Regions from separate parts of the Zea mays genome. Here regions 1 and 2 are each linked to region 3. The links are chromatin contacts, called in public Hi-C maps. All regions are on one chromosome and are shown on one strand. The core of a region is the stretch at or near the end of the contact, and the rest is flanking DNA. Distances in the headings are between cores, read along the strand shown. Region 1 holds the start of LOC103654204. Region 2 holds the start of LOC100272705. Region 3 holds the start of LOC100383971 (chaperonin10).

Region 1 (2,700 bases), core at 89-2,588, 230 kb after region 3:
TGGTTTTTCGGACGGGTTGGGTTGGTCGGATCGGATGACCCATGATCAGGTCTATCAACAAGACAAAGTAAAACTGCATGTGGCCACATTACCTGTTGGATTTATAGACTTGGCCCAATTGAGAAATTCAATTAGATCCTAGGAAAATGACAAAAGGCCACGTATGGCAAGGGAATGATGGAACCAGATAAGAATTTGAGTCCTTATCGGATCACGATCAGAACGGATCCCAAGCTTATCGGTTCGTGGACGTGGCCCTATATAAGGCGCCAGCCAGCCCTTGCCACAAGGCATCCTAACCTAAGTTAAGTTTTCGCCTCTGCTCACAATTGTGTTGTCATCGTACTACTCTTCATCCCGAGCGTCGACGTGCATCTGCAATCGAGAGAGCAGTTCTCAGGAACTCATTCATCGCCTTTGAGATCCTACACTGGGAGAGGTGAATAAGATTTTTGGAAAGCATCTTCACGTGACTGCTCGCGTTCTTCTCGTCGACCCTACCGCCGACGTCGTCGACCCTTCTGCTTCGACGCATGTCCTCTACCAGTACGTCTAATCAGTACGCATTATTTGATCTAATCTCTGTTATGTTAGATATGGTAGAGGTGTGCTGCCTTTTTTATTAGACTGTTAATTAACCTATTAGGTTAATTGTTGTAGAACAAACACCTGATTATTTATTGTTGGTTATGATTTATATTCGAATTTTAATATAGAAAATATCTAATTATTGAATATTACCATAAATCCCTCGAGGGAGCCGCCCAAATAGGCCGACCAGGCCGATCAAGATCCGTCCCCCCTGGCGAAATAGACGCTCACCTGAAGGGCAGGGCCTCCTGGAGCACGTCCATGGTGTCGAAGGAGGAGCCCTTGTACGGGCTCTGCACCTCGCCGTCGTCGCTCTCGACCTCATCGCCGTCCCACTCCCGCTGCGTCGCCTCTGCGGGGATGTCGCTGTCCCGCTCCACCGTAGACGAGCCGCTGCGGCAGGGCGATTCCGCCAGCGAGGCCGCGCAGCCGCAGTCGGCGACGAGGCCGAACCAATGGCCGCGGTGGCCGCCGCCGCCCAGCCCGCGCCCGCTCTCCATTGCGATCGATATGGCTCGCGCCCTCCCGTGGCCTTGCCAACGGAAGCCGACGCCTTCGCCGCCGCCGCCGCCGTCTCTTCTTTCTTCCGCTCTCTCTCTCTCGCACGCGCACGGGAATAACCGAAAGAGCGGGGGAGGCGAGCAGCCGAGCACCGATGGCGACTACTCCTTTTTATAAGGAGGCACGAGCTGGGAAAAAATGTGAGCAGTTTTTTTCGGTCTTTTTTTTTCATTCTCATTTGTTTCTCATTTGTTTACGTACCATCATTTAGACTTCCCTTATGCTATCTTCAACCTCTTAACTATTCTCGTAGCTATATTTAATTTTACATTGTAAACAATACAGTCTATAATACATAACAAATATCTTAATTGGCTCTCATTTATGATGTACTTCTTCGTTTCGTTTTAGTTGTCGTTGAATAGTGGAAAATTAAACTATCCTGCGACAACTAAAAATAAAAAGAAACGGAGCGGTATTTGGTTGACGAGCGGAGGAGGATGAGTGGTTCGTGGAGCCTTAAGATACCAATATAGATGTCCAAACGGGCCACCCGGCACGGACCCGGCCCGAACCCGTTTCGGCCCGGTACGAATAGGGCCGGGCCAGGCACGGCCCGTTGATGCTTCGGGCCGGGTCGGGCTGGCCCACGTGCCTAGAGACATGCCCAAACCCGGCACGCATAGGGAAAAATCGTGCCGGGCCGGCCCGTTGGCCCGATGGGCCTCAACGGACCGGGCCGGGCACTGGCCCGAACCAACAGTAGAACGGTATATAAATACATATATTTAACATAATTAATCATATATAATAACATATTATTTATATATATTAAGACAACAAAATATTTATGTATACATTTTATATTTATGTATGCATTTTATATATGTTTGGCCGCGTATTTAGTATTTACATACTACGAGAGATTTACATATTTAGTATTTACATAAATATGCGGGCCGCCGTCGTGCCGACCCATTTATCGTGCCGGGCCGGGCCAAAGCACGCGGGCCGCCGTATGTGCCCATACCCGGCCCGCTAAACGGGCCGTGCCGGCTCGGGCCCGTAACCGACCGTGCCGGGCCTTGTTTGGACCGGGCTAAATTCGTGCCGTGCCACGGGCCAAACGGGCGGCCCGCACTGTTTGGACATCTATAGATACCAATATACTAGAAATATCTCCTCCATCCGGCCGCCGCCGCGAGGAGCTTCGTCGCCGTCCATTGAGTCAGGTGAATCCATCGTCGCCTCATCTCCTTCCTGGCCGCCCCCCTCTTCTCCTCCCTCGTCGGCCCTTTTTTCCTCCACCGGTTCTACTTCTGCCGCCGCCCCCTTTCCTCCTCCACGTCGCCAGCAGATCTACACTGCGCTCCTCCCTTCATCAGATCAGCGCGGTATGGGGTGTATGATGCATGTCGTAGGTACCTTGGAGAGAGGAAGCAGTTTGGAGTAGCACTGGCCGTCACGTTCCAACTGAATATTTTGCTGATGCAGTACCATGTATCACTTCCGTGAGGCTGCATCAGTTTGGAGTATCACTGGCCGCCTACCTTGGAGAGAGGAAGCTCGTCAGGATGCTGGGCAACATTCTGGCCATGTGGCTTCTCG
Region 2 (2,700 bases), core at 137-2,636, 140 kb after region 3:
CCCACCAATCCGACAGAAACGAACAAGGCCTTAGAATTTGGATCTTTTTTTTCCCTCGGAACGAATACATTCTGTCGATCTACACAGTTCATGTTCTAGAAACTAAAGTTGATGACGAGAAGCTCGTCGCCTCTGCTGTACTGGCCCCCTTGCCCCTCATCCGCAGCATTTGCAATCGATGCATCTGTAACGTCAGGTAGGTGCACAGGATAACCCAAAGGACGGGCGTTGTGTTTTCCCTGACCCGCTGCAGTGGTGATGCTGATCGGCGGCGAGCTTTATTCGCCTAACGACGACAGGAACGGCTCACCCGTCCGTCTCCGTCACCAAAAGATCGAGCACGAGCACCTGCTATGCTGGCTGCGTCAAACCCAAGTCAGGAGGAGACGGCGAAATGGCCACCAGCTCACACCAAACTATCCCTCTGCAAATCTGCAATGTGGATGAGCTGCAGGGAGAAAAAAGGCCTTGTACTACGATGCTGCCGTGAGTAGCCTAGCCGCCAGCAGCTGCCACCTGAATGAAGAACAAAAGCAAGAACGGAGACCTTTGCTGTTTTGCATGTCTTGTTGTCCAACTACAAGAAAATTTGTTTGGGGGGTGGGGGGTAGAGACGATTTTTTCGAACTTCCATCATATTATAAATCATTTTCATTTTAGTGGAACACGACATATCCAGTGACGGAGCCATAATTTTTTTTAGAATGGATTGAACTAAATCGTTGTAGTATAGAAGTACCTTCTACGTTATATATATACGCTTAAAATTTTAGAAGAAGCTCTAGCGAGATTTCGTAGACTCGGCAGCGGTAGAGGGGCTTGAAGCACTACGAAACTTTGTCAGTAATTCAGTTAAGCTCGCCAACAAACCTAATCCATGTATGTCAAACGAACAACACAAGCAAAAAAAAAAACTCGAAAATATACAGCGCAATGAAAATGGCACCAACAGATGTATAAATGAGATCACAAACGTAAGTTTTCACAACCGATAACAATGGTTGTTCAATTAAAGGTTGATCTAAAATAAACTCAAACCTTAGTGTGGGGGGACAACTACGTATTGTATGTATAGTTTAAGGGGCAGCCAAGGACCCCTACTCGTACCGCCTGCACCAAGCAGGTTAATCCATCATCATCAACAAGAACAAAGTATACGTATCTTTCACCGTTCGATCTCCATCCAAGGGCCCATACGTATCCAGGGTTCACAGTGGCAGCATAGTAATTTTGGCCATCTTCTTCCACTGCCCGGCGGCGCACACAAGTACACAACCACCCAAGATGGGGAGGAGCCAGGAGCACAGGCCCAATGCGGCAGCCATCCCACCACCTATCGCGTCGGCTTCACTCAAACGGCTTCTGCCGCATCCTATAAAACCTCCTCACCAACCTCCGATGGCGGAAATTCTTGCCCTCCCACACCGACCCCCTCCCCCACGGCCCGCCTTCCCCCGGGAGCACGAGACCCTCGTTCCCTGCGCCACCGACTGAGCCAAGGCCGCGCTTTGCCGTTTCCGACCTAGGTCGCGAGATCTCGGAGGAGCGGAGCCCCGCCGTGCCGCCGCCTGCTACAGGGGGGCACGCAGGGACCGCACGGCGCGATGGTGGACACGGGCGGGGGGAGGCTCTACCAGCGCCGTGGCGCGGTCGCTTTCGTCGCGGCCAACAAGGCGCTGCTCGCCGCTGCGTGGGTCGTCGGGTTCGCGCTCGTGTTCCTATGGCAGAGCGCCTCCATGTCCTTCGGCAGCGCCGGCGGCGGAGGGTACCTCAGGCTCCTGTCGGTGCCGCCTCCGCCGCCGCGCCCCGCGCCGCGGCTCCGCCCCACGGCGTACAACATCACGGACTTCGGCGCCGTCGGGGACGGCCGGGCGGTCAACACCGCGGCGTTCGAGCGTGCTGTCGAGGCCATCGCGGCGCTCGCGGAGCGAGGCGGCGGGCAGCTCAATGTGCCACCCGGGCGCTGGCTCACGGCACCCTTCAACCTCACCAGCCACATGACGCTGTTTCTTGCCGAGGGCGCGGAAATCCTTGGCATTACGGTAAAGAGTTTACTGTTTCTATGAACTTATCCGTGGGGCTTTAGTAATTAGATAGATCTTCTCGTGTGCATTTTCTACGCTCCAAGCCTCCAACCAAAAGTTAATGCTGCTTTCATGTCGTGCGGAAATTGCTTAGTTATTAACTTATTCTCCAGTAGAATAGTTTATGATTTGGCTAGTTGACGACAAACATCATGAATTGATTGCTGCTGGGTTTACCAGCATGCGAAAACAAGAAAACACTCCTCCAAAACGTCAGAAACCGGCCCTAACGGCAAGCGAACTATTACAAACAAAAACCATAGAGCAACTAACAACAAAACTAAAGGACGCCCTCCACATCTAAATCTTGAGTCCTTTTCCAGAAATCCTTCGACCAGTTTTTCATTCTTCCCATTTTGTCATCCAAATATTTTGCATCCTACTCTCTCAGAAGAACTCACCACTTCTGCAAAAACATAAAGATTTTATGAAACAAAACGGCGATACTTTGTGCTGAAAACATCTTGACTCTAGACTAGCATGCATTCAGAGTTTGGTAGATGCCTATGGTGCTTATTTGGGGGCACAAATGCCCACATTTCAGATTGTGAGCTTATTTAACTGGCATTGTGATGTTTTCTGGACAGGATGAGAAGTACTGGCCATTGATGCCAGC
Region 3 (2,700 bases), core at 201-2,700:
CATGCATGCCTTCCTACCACACACAGTCACACACACAAACGCTGCCCAATAAGCAAGCTTTGCTATCTATATATACACACGCCTCTGCGAGTGCCACGCACCTCGTGGCCATCGTCTACCTCATCGATCGGGCGTACCATGGCGGATCAAACCGTGCACGCGGAGGGGCGAGCAAACCGTGCTGGAGAAGCAGGGCACGTGCTCGCCGACAAGTCGAAGCCTTAGGGCAGCTTGGCCTGTGGCTGCACGCGTACGTGGTCGTCGCAGCACGTGCGCTCCTTCTCCAACATGGCTTCTCGCCCCCATCATCGTCTGTTCGCCGGCCCCGGCCGTGCACCTCGCGATTGGGAGGGCTCGATCGATCATGCATGGGGCACCGCGTATTACCACCGGCGGCGTGGATCGATCGGCGGGCTGGTAAGAAATTAATAAAACACCTACGCAAGCTAACTCTCGCCTCGATCGGCCCTTCCGACTCCGCTCCGAGTACGCCTGTGAATGTTGTGAGTATAATTTTCGTTGGCCATATTCATAACATTTATATTATTAAACTAATAAATATTGATTTCATTTCATGATTAATTTAGTAATAAGTATGGATTTTCAGTATATGAGTTTGGTAAATCTAATTATAATGGAACATTGAGTGATTAGTTTTAAGTTAATTAGATTAAATATTTTACTAGTAATTAGTATAAGTGTTTAAATAAATATTATTAGTACAAAAATAATTTAATTTAAAACAACATTAAATATTGATAGGTTTATGAAATATATGTCTCATCCGTTTCGATTAGTATGTCCCTCTTTTGATAGCTTTGGAGCACCCAACATAGTGATACTAGCATATAATCCATGATAACCCTACAATTCACCGAGGGGATGGATCAATGGTGGCGGCGGCGTGATGGGAGGGCTTGACGGGCTACACGAGTGAGGGGAGGGTGTAGCGAGTCGCGGGCTAGGGGGAGGCTCCAACAGAGTCGCAGGGGAGGGGGAGGGATGAGAGATGATCTAAATGATATTATCTATTGGATTTGATTGAGTAAGTGAGAGAGGGTTATCTAGCAATCTGAACCATGGTGAGTTAAGTCCGTGTGTAATTTGTTTAGTGGATTTAATGGATGTTATGAGTGTGGGGTAATTTGGTTGGGTATTTTTAGAAACTTTAATTTTGTGGATTATATAGTGAAATTAGACTATAACTAGAAACTCACTCTCCAATATAGAACCACACAAGAATACTAAACCGCGATTAGGAAACTAATAAAGTACTAAACGGGCACAGGCCAGTCTCAGTGAGACGACTGCCTTCTCAGCCCAGAGTTTAGTGGGCCGCGTCGAAGCCCCTCCAGGGTAAAAAGAGGGCTACACCACGGGCCTGCTAGAATCGTGGCGTCTCCCTGGGGATAAAGTACTTCTCCAGCTCCTCTGCGTCTTCCGCCGCTCTTGCTGTCCTCTGTGCTATCCGCTAGGGTTTATCTGCTCGAGGAATGGCGTCGGTGCAGGTCTCCGGCGCGGGGGTCGGTGCCGCGGCCTTCTCTGTGAAGGGGAAGGCCTCCACCGGTGCGCTCCGGCTTCGCTCTACGTTGACCTTCGGCGAGGTCTGCCCGGCGCGGCGGGCGTTCCGCGGCCTCGTCGTCAGGGCCGCTACCGTCGTCGCCCCCAAGGTGCGTGGCCAGGCAATGTAGCTTGATGGTGCTGTTTTCATGGGGGAATGGTGTTAGTGGGTTGGGTTATTGGCTATTACCGAATTGCGTGCTGTTGCATATGCTTACCGAGGCAGCAGAGCGAAAAGTTATCGATGAGAGTCTTTGGTGAACGCTGAGGTACTGACTAGGTTCCTTTGGCTTTGGTTTTGACGGAATAGAGGCAAAACGGTTGGGGTTTTGAAATGCTGGTTTGTTAGGTTATGGTTAGCTTCTTAGAATTCGAAACTCTGGTATCTGTGTTGTGGATTAAGTTACACTAATGTATGGTTGTGGTTTCATTAATGCTTACATGTGGTGAATTGCACCTTACTCCATGCTTACATGTGGTGAATTTACATAGTGTATCGAAATGCATAGCAAAAGCTATGTATCTAGAAAAGCCAAAACATTTTATAATTTTGAATAGAGACTTAATATTTTCTTGGCTCTGCTGTTGGGCACAGATAATTTCATTTGCTTTGTAGAGTCTATTTTTAATGCTTTGCAGGAATAAACACTATGCCTTGTTATTCATTGCAGTATACAACACTTAAGCCCTTGGCTGATAGAGTGCTTGTAAAGATTAACTCTTCCGAGGAGAAGACAACTGGTGGAATCTTGCTCCCTACGACTGCTCAGTCCAGACCTCAAGGTGGCGAGGTAGTTGCTGTTGGAGAAGGAAGGATAATTGGGGATAAGAAAGTTGATGTCAGCATTCAGGTCTGTTTCCATCTGAATTATCTGTGTATCTTGCTCTGGTGTCATAGTCCTTAATACAAGCAAGCTTTGCCCCATTGTCGGCACGAAAAAGAGAGTACATGCTAACATGTGCATTTGCTACCACTTCAGGTTGGAGCTCAGGTTGTGTATTCTAAGTACGCTGGAACCGAGGTCGCGTTGAACGATCACAGCCATCTGGTTCTCAAAGAGGATGACGTTATAGGTATCTTAGAAACTGATGACGTGAAAGACATGAAGCCTCTGAACGACCGTGTTCTAATCAAGGTGG

Evidence for each region. Hi-C and Micro-C count contacts between places; a contact is called where the count stands out from the background.
Region 1: a contact with region 3 is called in a Hi-C map of ear, with 2.0 times the contacts expected there. The contact joins the promoter of LOC103654204 here to the promoter of LOC100383971 in region 3. A contact is called at or near these places in 3 of 25 Hi-C or Micro-C datasets (bundle sheath, ear and leaf).
Region 2: a Hi-C map of root tip shows a contact between it and region 3, with 3 times the contacts expected there. The contact joins the promoter of LOC100272705 here to the promoter of LOC100383971 in region 3. A contact is called at or near these places in 12 of 25 Hi-C or Micro-C datasets (bundle sheath, ear, endosperm and 5 more).

What each region holds. Positions count from the first base shown.
Region 1 is chr4:181,787,640-181,790,339 of Zm-B73-REFERENCE-NAM-5.0, forward strand. It overlaps LOC103654204, which reads right to left and starts at 1,339. Exons shown (of 2, transcript XM_008681036.3): 1 at 823-1,339. The coding sequence starts at 1,091.
Region 2 is chr4:181,697,331-181,700,030 of Zm-B73-REFERENCE-NAM-5.0, forward strand. It overlaps LOC100272705, which reads left to right and starts at 1,387. Exons shown (of 5, transcript NM_001147158.1): 1 at 1,387-2,042; 2 at 2,672-2,700. The coding sequence starts at 1,605.
Region 3 is chr4:181,555,400-181,558,099 of Zm-B73-REFERENCE-NAM-5.0, forward strand. LOC100383971 (chaperonin10) reads left to right here and starts at 1,451. Exons shown (of 5, transcript NM_001176584.1): 1 at 1,451-1,670; 2 at 2,232-2,411; 3 at 2,541-2,696. The coding sequence starts at 1,494. It overlaps MIR164f (microRNA MIR164f), which reads left to right and starts at 182; the gene lies at 182-289.